2 separate regions of the Triticum aestivum genome follow, and region 2 is linked to region 1. Evidence: chromatin contacts called from public Hi-C data. All regions are on one chromosome and are shown on one strand. Each heading gives the region's core, a stretch centred on a gene start, on an enhancer-like site or on the middle of the called end of the contact. The rest is flanking DNA. Distances are from core to core; before and after follow the strand shown.

The links. A called contact is a pair of places that touch in the nucleus more often than the background predicts.
Region 2: a contact with region 1 is called in a Hi-C map of leaf, with 4 times the contacts expected there. The contact joins the enhancer-like site here to the promoter of LOC123120076 in region 1. A contact is called at or near these places in 2 of 5 Hi-C or Micro-C datasets (both in leaf).

Annotation. Positions count from the first base shown.
Region 1 is chr5D:205,696,200-205,702,017 of IWGSC CS RefSeq v2.1, reverse strand. It overlaps LOC123120076 (60S ribosomal protein L3), which reads right to left and starts at 3,282. Exons shown (of 6, transcript XM_044540080.1): 1 at 3,141-3,282; 2 at 2,826-2,931; 3 at 2,295-2,405; 4 at 1,692-1,996; 5 at 1,188-1,597; 6 at 656-1,094. The coding sequence starts at 2,910. The coding sequence ends at 836.
Region 2 is chr5D:205,912,469-205,918,286 of IWGSC CS RefSeq v2.1, reverse strand. No RefSeq gene overlaps it. Among protein-coding and RNA genes, the nearest start is that of LOC123120078, 16 kb to the left of the region's middle. Within about 2 kb of position 2,401, at least 8 of the 8 cell types and tissues checked have an H3K27ac peak or open chromatin away from gene starts, as enhancers often do. A contact at or near this core is called in leaf, where this site is marked.

The sequences.
Region 1 (5,818 bases), core at 2,033-4,532:
GCACCCATCGGGTCTGACGGAATTTAAATATTTTATTTTATTTAGGAGACATAGACGTTGCATTTTACATACAGCGCCCACTCCAAGCGGCATGAGCCAGCGGTCTCCAATTTATAGACGGAGCTCCCCTCCTATGCGCTCCCACAGGCGAGGTGGTACTAAACGGTCCAACCTCTCTTCTGTTCGCTGGGCATGTCATGTGTTACGCTACACACGATTCATCTTTTATGGGCCTAGTGGACATGTGCAACGCTCTGCAGTGCAGCCTGCTGCTAGCTATTTTGCATGGGCCAGTTGTTGAAGTTAAAAATGGGCCATATCTAACGTGTGGGTAACATACCAGAAGTGAGAATAGGCCTGGTGATGGCCGTGTTCATTACTGCTGTAGGGCTGCCGATGATGACGTGATATGTCATATATCAATGTGTTTAGATTAATGAATAAAATACAATAGGGCATAAGTAGTTTATTTAATTATTTATATTAATCGAGTACCCATCGGGTAACCCACCTTACCCACGGGTATACACTTAAACCCATACCCTACCCACGACTAATCCTGCCAGGTTGAGGTTTGATACCAGATCGTGACTACAAACACGCAACACGATTGTCCACGTGGAGGCTACAGCATGGGCACAGCTGAAACATTTGCTTCCAAATTTGAAGGCATGCAAATAGCATTACTATTAAGTTCAAAATGCATAAACCTCATCAGTTCAAACATTCGCAGCAGCTCAGAGTTGCAATTGCAATGCATAAACCGGTTCCCAAACAATCTGCCACAAAGCAAGAAAAAAAGCTGGTAACACTATGGGATAAGATCTGTCGCAGCCTAAGCCTTGAGCCTGCCGTAGAACTTCTGCTTCTCGTCAGTGGTCTGGAACCGGCCATGCCCGAACTTGGATGAGGTGTCGATGAACTTGAGCTTGATCTCCTCAAGGGCCAACCGCGAGGTCTGCTTCAACAGGGACTGGCGGAGGGTCACCACTCTCTTCTTGGGGCCCACACAGCAGCCCTTGATCATGAGGTAGTCACCCTTCACCACACCATAGTGAGGGAAGCCACCCATCGGGGTGATGTCCTTCTCAGTCCTGCAAGCACCACCATTGCCGTCAGTTTCATGGAAAATGTTCAAGAGCACAACAGATGAGAGCATGCACCTAATCAGATTCACTCAAAGATACCTGTCAAACTCAGTGCAGGCCTCGTGAGACTCCTGTCCAGACTTGCCCATCTTGTAAATCTTTTTGTTCATCTCTGTGCGGTGGTGGTAACCATTCTGACCAGCACGAGCAACAGTGTAGGAAACCCTAGCAGGATGCCAGGCACCGATACAGGCAACCTTTCGGAGACCCCTGTGGGTCTTGCGGGGAAGGCGGGTCACACCCCAGCGAGTGACGACACCTTCGTACCCCTTACCCTTGGTGACACCAATGATGTCAACCATTTCATCTTTCTGGAAGACCGCTTCAACTGGGACTTCCTTCTCAAAGAACTTGTAGCCATAGTCAACCTTGTCTGCGATGGTGCCACCATTAACCTGGATCTCCATGAGGTGAGCCTTCTTCTGTTTCAAGCCCTTCATCTTCCTAATCTGATATTCAGAAATGGCATAGTAATGGTGAGTGAAACATTTTACAATAAACAGAATACTTGACCAAGATGAACAGGGAAATGGCCATTCACACCTGAGTATGGGCAATAACACGGACTATAGTGGCGTACTTCTTCATTTTCTCAAGCTGCAACTGGATTTCCTTCTTGCCTGCATCACTGTCATACTTGAGGGCATACTTTGTGAACGCCTTCTTCTTGCTCTTGCACCAGTTCTTATAGAACCTTCTCCTCACATCTTCGCTAAGGTGCTGAGCCCAGACAGAGTTGAGAGTGCGAAGGCCACGTGGGGTCTTCACATAGGCCACAAGACCAACAATGACCAGAGGAGGGGTCTCAATGATGGTAACAGCCTCACAGGTTTCCTTCTTGTGGAGCTCTGCAAGATGTAACAACAACCATTTGCGATCTTAAGAATCAACAAGAGCAAACAATCAAGCAAATATAACATGCAGGGCCCTATTAAAAGAAGATAACTTTGGTTGGCAAATATAACATGAAGGGACAGTGTATCCGGCCAGCATGATAAACTAAATAACAAGCTATGCATGCATCTACGTGCCTATTGCTACTTGAAGGTCATGTTACTGTATTATTTACTAAACAAGAATTGTTCCTGTTCATTATTTTCAGTAATGAAACAAACGTGATTAGAATAATGGAAGGGTTAGACATACTGGATCCGGGCTTCTCGACCTCACGAACAATGTGGGTCATTCCAGCCTTGTAGCCCAGAAAGGCAGTGAGGTGGCAAGGCTTCTGTTGGTCATCCTTGGGGAAGGACTTCACTGCATAAGAAAAAACAGACTACTAAGACAAACTCCAGATAAGTATTCACTGAACTGTAAAACCAAGGAAACAAATAGTTACAGGGTAACAGCAATTTTTAATAGAATTGCCTTATTTGAAGAAAGAATAGATGTGCAAGGGATTTTTAAGACAGATTTCAGGGAACGAAAACTATTTGACACTACTGAAGTTCGCAATGAAATTCTAGAAAGGTGTGAAGCACCATTTGCTACTATTTACAGGATTCAATATAGTGTATCAACAAAACATACTAGTACATCCGAATCAAACAACCTTACAAGCACAATGAGATAGACTATAGGCTATGTGTGAAAACAACACTCAATAACATCAGCATGGAAAGAAACGGCCCGCCATGGAATCGGTGCTCTAATGCAAGTGTTACTCGGTGTGCATACCCTTTCCGCGGTGGCGAGAGCAGCGCTTCCTGGGGAGGAAGCCGAGGGAACCGTGCCTCGGGTGCTCGAACTTGCGGTGCGACATCGCCGCTCCTCCCTTCCTTGCCTGCGATGCCAGAAACAGCCGAGACCATTAGATCTGCAACCATTAGAGCCGCAAACTGCAAATACCAAACGCGCCGGAGTCCCGGTCGCTCAACGCTGAACGCTAGAACAGCGGGAGAATATGACCTCCGCGAAGGAACTACGCGAAAGTGATGGCTTCGGCAGCGGCAGATCGGCGAAGAGGCAGGAGGGATTGTAGCGCGTGCTCACCTGGGGTAGAGCGGACGGCGGCAGCGGCGGCGCAAACTGTGTGCAGAAGGCGAAGCGGGTAACCCTAGTGCTGCTATTTATATATCACTGCGGAATGCGAGGGTTTGGCTTGGGTCCGACAGGAATGCCGGGCTTGGTGGGCTAGGTGCGCGGGCTGGGCTGGAACCCAATGGGCACTCTCTTTTTTTTCTTTAACTTTTCCCAGCACGTATCGATTTGGGTTTGTTGGGGCAACTAGTTGACAAGCGCTCTTTCGGGAGCCTTGCAACTATCACTTGTGGGTCGGTTGAGATCTTCTCATTTGGCACGCCCTTAGCCGCCACCACGTGTCGTGCTCTGGGCACTCTCTTCAGATTTTTTTATTTTCCGCACGCACTTTTGGCTTTTTAATCGGTTTTTTACAGGCTTTTTTACTTTTTTGTTTTTCACATAGGAGTTGTACCGTGCATTTTCCCACGCATCAGAATAATCATGAAAAGCTTCCCCAAAAGCCTAGTGAAAAAATACTTACATGGGTGTGCGCCGGTTTACAAAAAGCACTATAACCGACGTGTAAGGCGACAAATAGGAGTTGTACTCCTTCACAGTTTGCATGGGCTTGTTTTTCTAATGCGTGAAAGTTTAGGGCTCCTTTAATTTTTATAAGACTGTGATCCATAGAATAGTTGCTTTGAATAATTTTTTATTTTCCGCACGCATTTTCCGCGCGCATCAAAACAATCATAAAAAGCTTCCCAAAAAAACCAATGAAAAAATACCTACATGGGTATGCGTCGGTTTACAAAAAACACTATAACCAAGGCGACAAATAGAAGTTTTACTCCTTCACGGTCTGCATGGGCTTGTTTTGTCTACTGTGTGAAAGTTTAGGGCTCTTTTAATTTTTATAAAATTGTGAACCGTAGAATGTTTGCTCTTGGTGTTATTTAATTTATAGGAATCTAATAGTTAGGAATGATTTCTATTGGATTTTATTTATTGTATTTCAAAGGAGTTGTGCATGAAGTCTAAGCTCTTGGAAATTTTATAAGCCAAGGAATGTAATGGATGCATCCATGCAGTGTTGCAGGCCTGCAACCGTGCAGGCGCCAATGGCGGCGGCCGCCACACTAGGGTTAGAAATTAAACACACGCCCAAAAAAATTGGTTTGTTTGCCATTAGCTTAATTCCTAGCCACAACTCCTTCTTCACAAGAGCTCCTAATTGGCGCGAGATATGATAACTGGCGCTCCAGCCACAACCCCTTCCTTCGCGAGAGCTTCTAATTGGCACCAGATAAGATAACTGTCACTCACACGCAGGACCATATCGGCCGGCCCAACTACGTTTAGTTTTAAATCGGTTAACTGGTAGACCTGCCACCGTTGACCAGGCGATCATCGATCGTTGATCGTTGACCGTTGACCACAAAGAGTTGACTATTGACATTTTTTTAAAAGGAAAAGGTTCACAAAAGTAAAGAAGTTCAACATTTTGAAAAAGGTTTAGGAAATTTGGAAAAAAAAGTGCCACAGCATTGAGAAAAGTTCATGGTTTTTTTTAAGTTCACTACTTGGAAACGGTTCGCAAAAATGAAAAAATGTCTTCTTTAGCTTTTAGACAAAAAAAACGCGGGAAAAAAACGTGTTTACTTTTTTTATTTTGTTTCCGCGAGAGGCACGGTTTTGCTTCCGCGAGAGGCATGGTTTTGCTTTCGTGAGAGGCACGGCCGTGCCTCTTGGAAACGAAAAAAACGTATTTTCTATTTTTTTTCCTTCCACGAGAGGCACGGTTTTGCTTCTGCGAGAGGCACAGTTGTGCTCTCACAAGAGGCACGGTCGTGCCTCTCAGGAAAGGAAAAAGTTGCATTTTTTGTTTTTTTTCTTCCGCAAGAGGCACGGTTTTGTTTCCGCGAGAGGCACGGCCATGCCTCTGGAAAACGGGAAAAAACACGTTTTCTGTTTTTTTCCTTTCGCAAAGGCACGGCTTTGCTCGAGTAAGATGCACGGTTATGCTGTCGCGAGAGGCACGGCCGTGCCTCTCGGAAACGAAAAAAATGCGTTTTCTTTTTTTTCCTTCCGCGTGAAGCATGGTTTTGCTCGCGCGAGAGGCACGGCCGTGTCTCTTTTGGAAAGGGAAAAAACCATGCTCCTGGTTCGGTTTTTTCATCTGGTTTTTTTCTTAAAAAAAGTTCGCCAACACTTATCAATATGGAATCTAGTTTTCAAGATTTCATCGCGAGGAATCCAATGGTGAAAATGGTTCGAGATTTGGACGCATGGTAAGAGATAAAACATTTTGAATAAACGAATCTATGAAAAAAGGAAAAACTCCCAGGTTACCACTTGTCGCAACCTGGGGAGGAGGTAGTGATCTTTGCAAGGAGTACTCCTCAATTAGTGAATTCGTGGTTTGTTGGGGACAATTCCTATTTGACGCCCGACAAACAGATTATTTTTTTCAGTAACATGAGCGGCAAACAGATGAGCTTTCCCTAAAGCGAGCCATATGTCGCGTCGAGTTGGGCCGGCCCAGGCATGGTTGTTATTTTCCTTGCTGAGGGATCCCGGTTTGGGAACCTTCTAGAAGGTTTCTGGCCAGTTTTGGGTTTTTTCTGTAGTTTTACTTAATATGTTGAGAGGAGGGCTACAAGGGAGACCGCCCCCCCCCATGGCCAGTCCGAATTGGACTAGGGAGG
Region 2 (5,818 bases), core at 1,152-3,651, 220 kb before region 1:
TTAAGGACTTTACCGTCCAAAGAGTATGGTTGACGTCGTAGACGGTGCGGAGGAGCACTCCGGTGAGAATCCTGTCTCGTCTACGGGAGATGGGGGAACCGCGGTCTCTCGTGAGGAATTCAATGTGGCGTTGGACACATTGAAAACCTCCATGACGACCAAGGTCGAAAGCATGTTGAATAAATTCTTAGAAGGGCTTAAACTTACAACCGCACCGTTGAAAGTGGGTGATCCCGCTAATAAGGTGACGGATGCTACCTCCGACAAGGGGAAGCTTCGAGCGAGAAGGCTCCTTGTCTAGTGATAAAAATGGGACCGGCATCTTTGCCCATGTGGAACCTCCACCCGTCTATGGTGGACCGCTTCCTTCCACTCATTTGAATCATGCCGGCCCGGCCCCTAAGATTGAGAAGAATGTAGATTTTGATTCTTGGGTCTATCGTTTTAAGCGTCATTTAAATCATGTGAACACTAACCGCGGACGAATGCAGGAGGATTTTTTGCACGTTATCATTGGAGATGCCCTTACTAGAGATGGTTTCTAGATAGTTAACTTTGTCTTTGGGTCAAATTTATCTAAGCATTCCGCGTTTAGATATTCCGCGTTTAGATGGGGGAGACTAGTATAGGATCTGCCCTTTAGGTGTGATCGTAGGATCGACCCAAACATTTCATATTTAGACAATCTGAAAAAATCTGGAAAAAAAACACAACAGACCTGCGGGGTATGTGTACAACTCAAAAATTTTTAGCTCAAAACTCAATCTGTGGTTAGACATTCGAAAAGACAAACCCGACTATGAATAGTGTCAGCTTTGGGGTGAATAATATTTGACACAATACACATCTGATTTTGTCTTGTTTGGTCCTCTTAAGTGTATTTCGAATTAGGAGCTGAAATTTTTTGAGCTTGTACATCACACATAAATGTGTGTCTCCAAAAATTTTCAGAATTTTTGAACATGTTTTACATCTTCAAAAAATTTGATCTCACCAAAGGACAGATGCTATACAAGTCTTCCCCCGTTTAGATAGACATGTCGGCCTCATTCAGTTTGGAGGATTTTCGTAGGAAAAACATAGGAACAAGGATTCCGGAGGGAAATTTCCTATATATGCATTCGGTTTGTAGGAAATGCGTACAGAAATTTCGTAGGAATACTACTCATTTCCTGTGTTTTTTGAGGAAACTACACATCCACTCAAAGCTCATTTTATACGTAGAAACGAGGCAAGTCAATTCCTTAGGATGGCAAGTGCCATCCTATCAAATTCCTATACTACTTCTAATTCCTACGTTTTGATTTCGTTCAAACCAAATGAGACCTAAAAGTAGTGAAGCGAAGGTGATGGAGATTTTCTTGATGTGAACTACTCCTACAAAGGCTGGCTCTGCATCTGCATTCATTAAATATGCTACTAGGAATGATCTAGTCGTCTTGGCCCGGAAACGGAAACCTGTCTTTTTAATGGCATTCAATTTGCACACATTTGGTTTTTTGTCCAAACCAGCACGACACTAACAATGCAAATATCATCTTTGCTGGCGAATATTCGTTTCTGAGCTCGGGTTCAGCTGCTCCTGTAATCTCTCCTGTTGACTCACGTGTAGATCTGTGCCATTTTGTGTATTCTTGAACGTATTCACAATATATCTTCTGTAAACAATGGATGGGTTGTTCCGCATTTATTGCGACCAGAGGCGTTAACTTACGGGCGGATTAGGACGTGGGCGCATAGTCTGCCGGATTTTATGTTGTAGCCTGAGCCGTCCGGGTTCCATCGGTGATTTAGCAGACCGAGCCTTCAGTCGCCGGCGAATCTCACCATCCGGCCTCACCAGACTCCCGCCGCCATCTCCCAGACCGCACGCTGAGTCAGCGTTTGAGTTCGCCACCACATCCTCGCAGGAATCACGCCGCGTCAATACCGCAAGGGGGATTGAATCTAGATCCTCAAGGTTGTCCAACCGCGGAGGGAATCTGCAAGTCATAGCACGGTCATTGTTGAACGGCAAGGCATGAGCTGCCGACGGGGGCGGAGCTACAAATCAAGACCAAGGATCGAGACTACACAAATCAAGACCGGTCCATGGCATCCAGCAGGAACAAGACTCGCATCTTCCATCGATGATAGTTTGAGGGAGTGGCTCCAGGTGAGAGTAAGTTTCGCGAACCTCTTCCTAGATCGGGGTGTTCGTGGGAGAGGGTTGGGGTTGAATTGACTCACCGAGAAGATTTCGCTAATTTCCTACCGAGGCCCACTGCACGTCACGCACGAATTGCTCGGTTTGTTAGTACGACAAGTTAAGTTACTACGTAAGTTATGTATACTATAAACTAACATCCCGGTCCACGGCTCAGCCCAAAACGCGTCCTTCTGATCCACGGACCAGAAAGATAGCCGCGCGCCTTGACGTCGCTTCTTACGAAAATGGCCCACTGGGGAGCACTGTTCCGTACGGTATACTGCTGGTTTCCTCGTTATTCGGTGCCGCAGTTCTCCCACCCAGCTGGATTTGTTTGGATCCCGAGACAACAACCAACGCCAAGGATTTCGGGAGTAGCTGAGCTCGGACACCAAATTGTTGCTCCCCTTTGCTGGCTCCTAAGATGGAAGGAGTGGAGAAAAAGAAAGAATGGTGTATTCCTTGGCTTCACACCCCGTTCAGGAATGATGTCGCGTGTCTAAATGCAAACCCATCCGTAGAAGCATAGCCGTCAAAGCTTGTTTGACCGGATGTCCTTGTCGTACGGCGCAGTGTTCTGACCTCAACCCCGACGCAAAGAGGGGCAAATTAATTAGCTCCTGCTGACACTATTGTTATTTCATCTAACCAACCCAGCTGAAATCGCAAGCAGAAGCCGACCAAAAGGAGTGAATCGTTCTCGTCTTGATTTTTTTATCAATACTTTGTGAAGGGATGTCTAGTTGAGTTGAGAATAACCTGGCAGTCAGGTCAGGTTTGCCCGGGTCAAACTCTACCAGACCCATACCCTATTACTAAATCGGGTTTGTCCTAGACCCACGACCCTGCCCATGGGTCTGGACTTTGACCCACGCCCGAACCCATCGGGTGACCCGATCCTATCGGGCACCCATCGGGTCTGACGGAATTTAAATATTTTATTTTATTTAGGAGACATAGACGTTGCATTTTACATACAGCGCTCACTCCAAGCGGCATGAGCCAGCGGTCTCCAATTTATAGACGGAGCTCCCCTCCTATGCGCTCCCACAGGCAAGGTGGTACTAAACGGTCCAACCTCTCTTCTGTTCGCTGGGCATGTCATGTGTTACGCTACACATGATTCATCTTTTATGGGCCTAGTGGACATGTGCAACGCTCTGCAGTGCAGCCTGCTGCTAGCTATTTTGCATGGGCCACTTGTTGAAGTTAAAAATGGGCCATACCTAACGTGTGGGTAACATACCAGAAGTGAGAATAGGCCAGGTGATGGCCGTGTTCATTACTGCTGTAGAGCTGCCGATGATGACGTGATATGTCATATATCAGTGTATTTAGATTAATGAATAAACTACAATAGGGCATTAATAGTTTATTTAATTATTTATATTAATCGGGTGACCCATCGGGTAACCCACGGGTATACACTTAAACCCATACACTACCCACGACTAATCGGATTACCCATGGGTAAGACCCATGAGTGAAGTCGATAACCCATACCCTATCCATTCGGGTCGGGTGCCCATGGGCACACGAACCCATGGGTCGGATTGCCGGGTTGAGTTGAGACATCTTTGCTTCCCTGATGATTTCTTTATCATCATCTTGTTTCAAACTTGTATACCTCAGAATATTGAGGACATGTTGCAAGCTACTAGTACTACCGTGAAATGGAGGCCCGTTTCTGTTGCACGTGCGTGATTGTGGCACGACACGTGGATGTAAGATAAACCATTTATTTATATATAAAAGGTTGAAGGTCTCGATGGCTTACATTTGATGTGATCAAAAGCGAGAGCGAAGTTTGGTCAAAACACACAATGTGAACGGTGCATCCCTTTCTAGTAGTGATGCAATGCCATCTCCTTATGACACGTAGCCGCTATTAGGATGAGTGCTGGTGCTATTGTTGGAAAAGTGATGTTTATGGTAGAGGTTGAGACAGAGAGCGATGCATTCCATCAGTCATATTCCTTTTGTTTTCGCTGCAACACGTGTCATGTGTTTCTCGTTTTTAGAAATTCACAATGCCCCTCATGTACTACACTCAGTTTCTAGTCGGCCCCAAAACGGACTGTATCTGTCCCGGACTGGCTCGGACTCGTTCGCGGACAGGCGATATGGAGTTGATCATCCTACCATATCCTTTAAATATCCGTTTATATAATTTTTAGTTCATGATAAGCTCAAACTAACGGCATAACAAATCATCGAAGAGTGAAAATATTCAAACGTGACCGTGACGATGGTCTAAGGTGGGAAGAATTCTCACCAATGTGCTAGTGCCTTTTCGGCATGGCGTGAAGTACTGACTAGTGCAATTATCGGAATATCCGAAGCGAAGATGATGATCGGAGCAGCATTGCATGTCCGGGGTGAAAACCCTTGTCCTGACTTTTATTGTTTGGGCTCAACAGTGATAAAATGACATCGTTACCTTGTCGAAGACCTTGTCTCCTTGCCATTGTCCCAACCTTCATTGGTTGGTCTCGGCAACCATAGGATGAAAGTTCTTGTTCCATCTTCTCTAACAAGACGTAACGACAACGACGCAAGGACGTTATTACTTTTTGGAGGCATTGTTGCGAAAGTAGTTAATTTAGTCATAGGTGTTAATTTCATATCTTGTAATGGTTCAACCGTGATTGCCCATGTTATGTACTTTGCTTGCCGATATTTGGCTTCATTGGCCTACATCAACTATAATTAAATATGCTTGTGTGCATCAAATACTGAGGCGGGGGTTTCAACCTCCTTTTCCAAAGGAATAGGAACTCTTGTACCGGTCTCCCATATTATTCCCTATGAGATGTTACATATATCTCTTCCCACCATCCTCATAGTATACGAGACAAATGTATTTATTTTGATTAGTTCATGTGCTATGTTTACGATTCAATAGTTGCTTCATCCGAAAATATAAAGTGCACACGTTTTCAATATTTTACTTTAACTAACTACTACCTCCGTTCTGGTTTATTGGTCCTTCATTGTATTCTGTGCCAAATTTTGACCATAAATTTAATGAACAAAATATTCATGCATGTCACCAAAAATTATATCATTGAAAATTATGTTCAAATATGAATCCAACGATATACTCCCTCCGTCTAGGTGAGTAAGTCATCTTAGGTTGTGCACCGTGACCAAGGAGGAGGGGAAAACGAGAGACCTTAATGTTTGTTTTCTAATTAATAGTATTGCATGCAATGAACTAACCACTGCATGTCGTGTTTGGTAGTCTCAAGTCATTAAAAGCATGCACACCCCTCATCTCTTATTGGTTGATATGTCAAGAAACAAGAAACGATGTAGAAGTTAATGCACCGCGCCTAAGTGTTTTGGGATTATTTGGTTTTCATAAGATGATTTACACACCTAGACGGAGGAAGTAATTTTTGTTGACATGCATTAATATTTTGTCAGTTAAATCTTTGGTCAAAAGTTAGCACAAATTATAAAGGGGACTAATAAACCAGGATGGAGCTAGTATTTGTTTAAATATATGCCAAACATTACATAGCAAATTGATACTATCAAAGTGTTTTGGAATATGAATTTAGCGATCTCGATCAATTTTGCATCATGCAATCAAGACATTGTACAATAAATGTTGATCAAATAAAA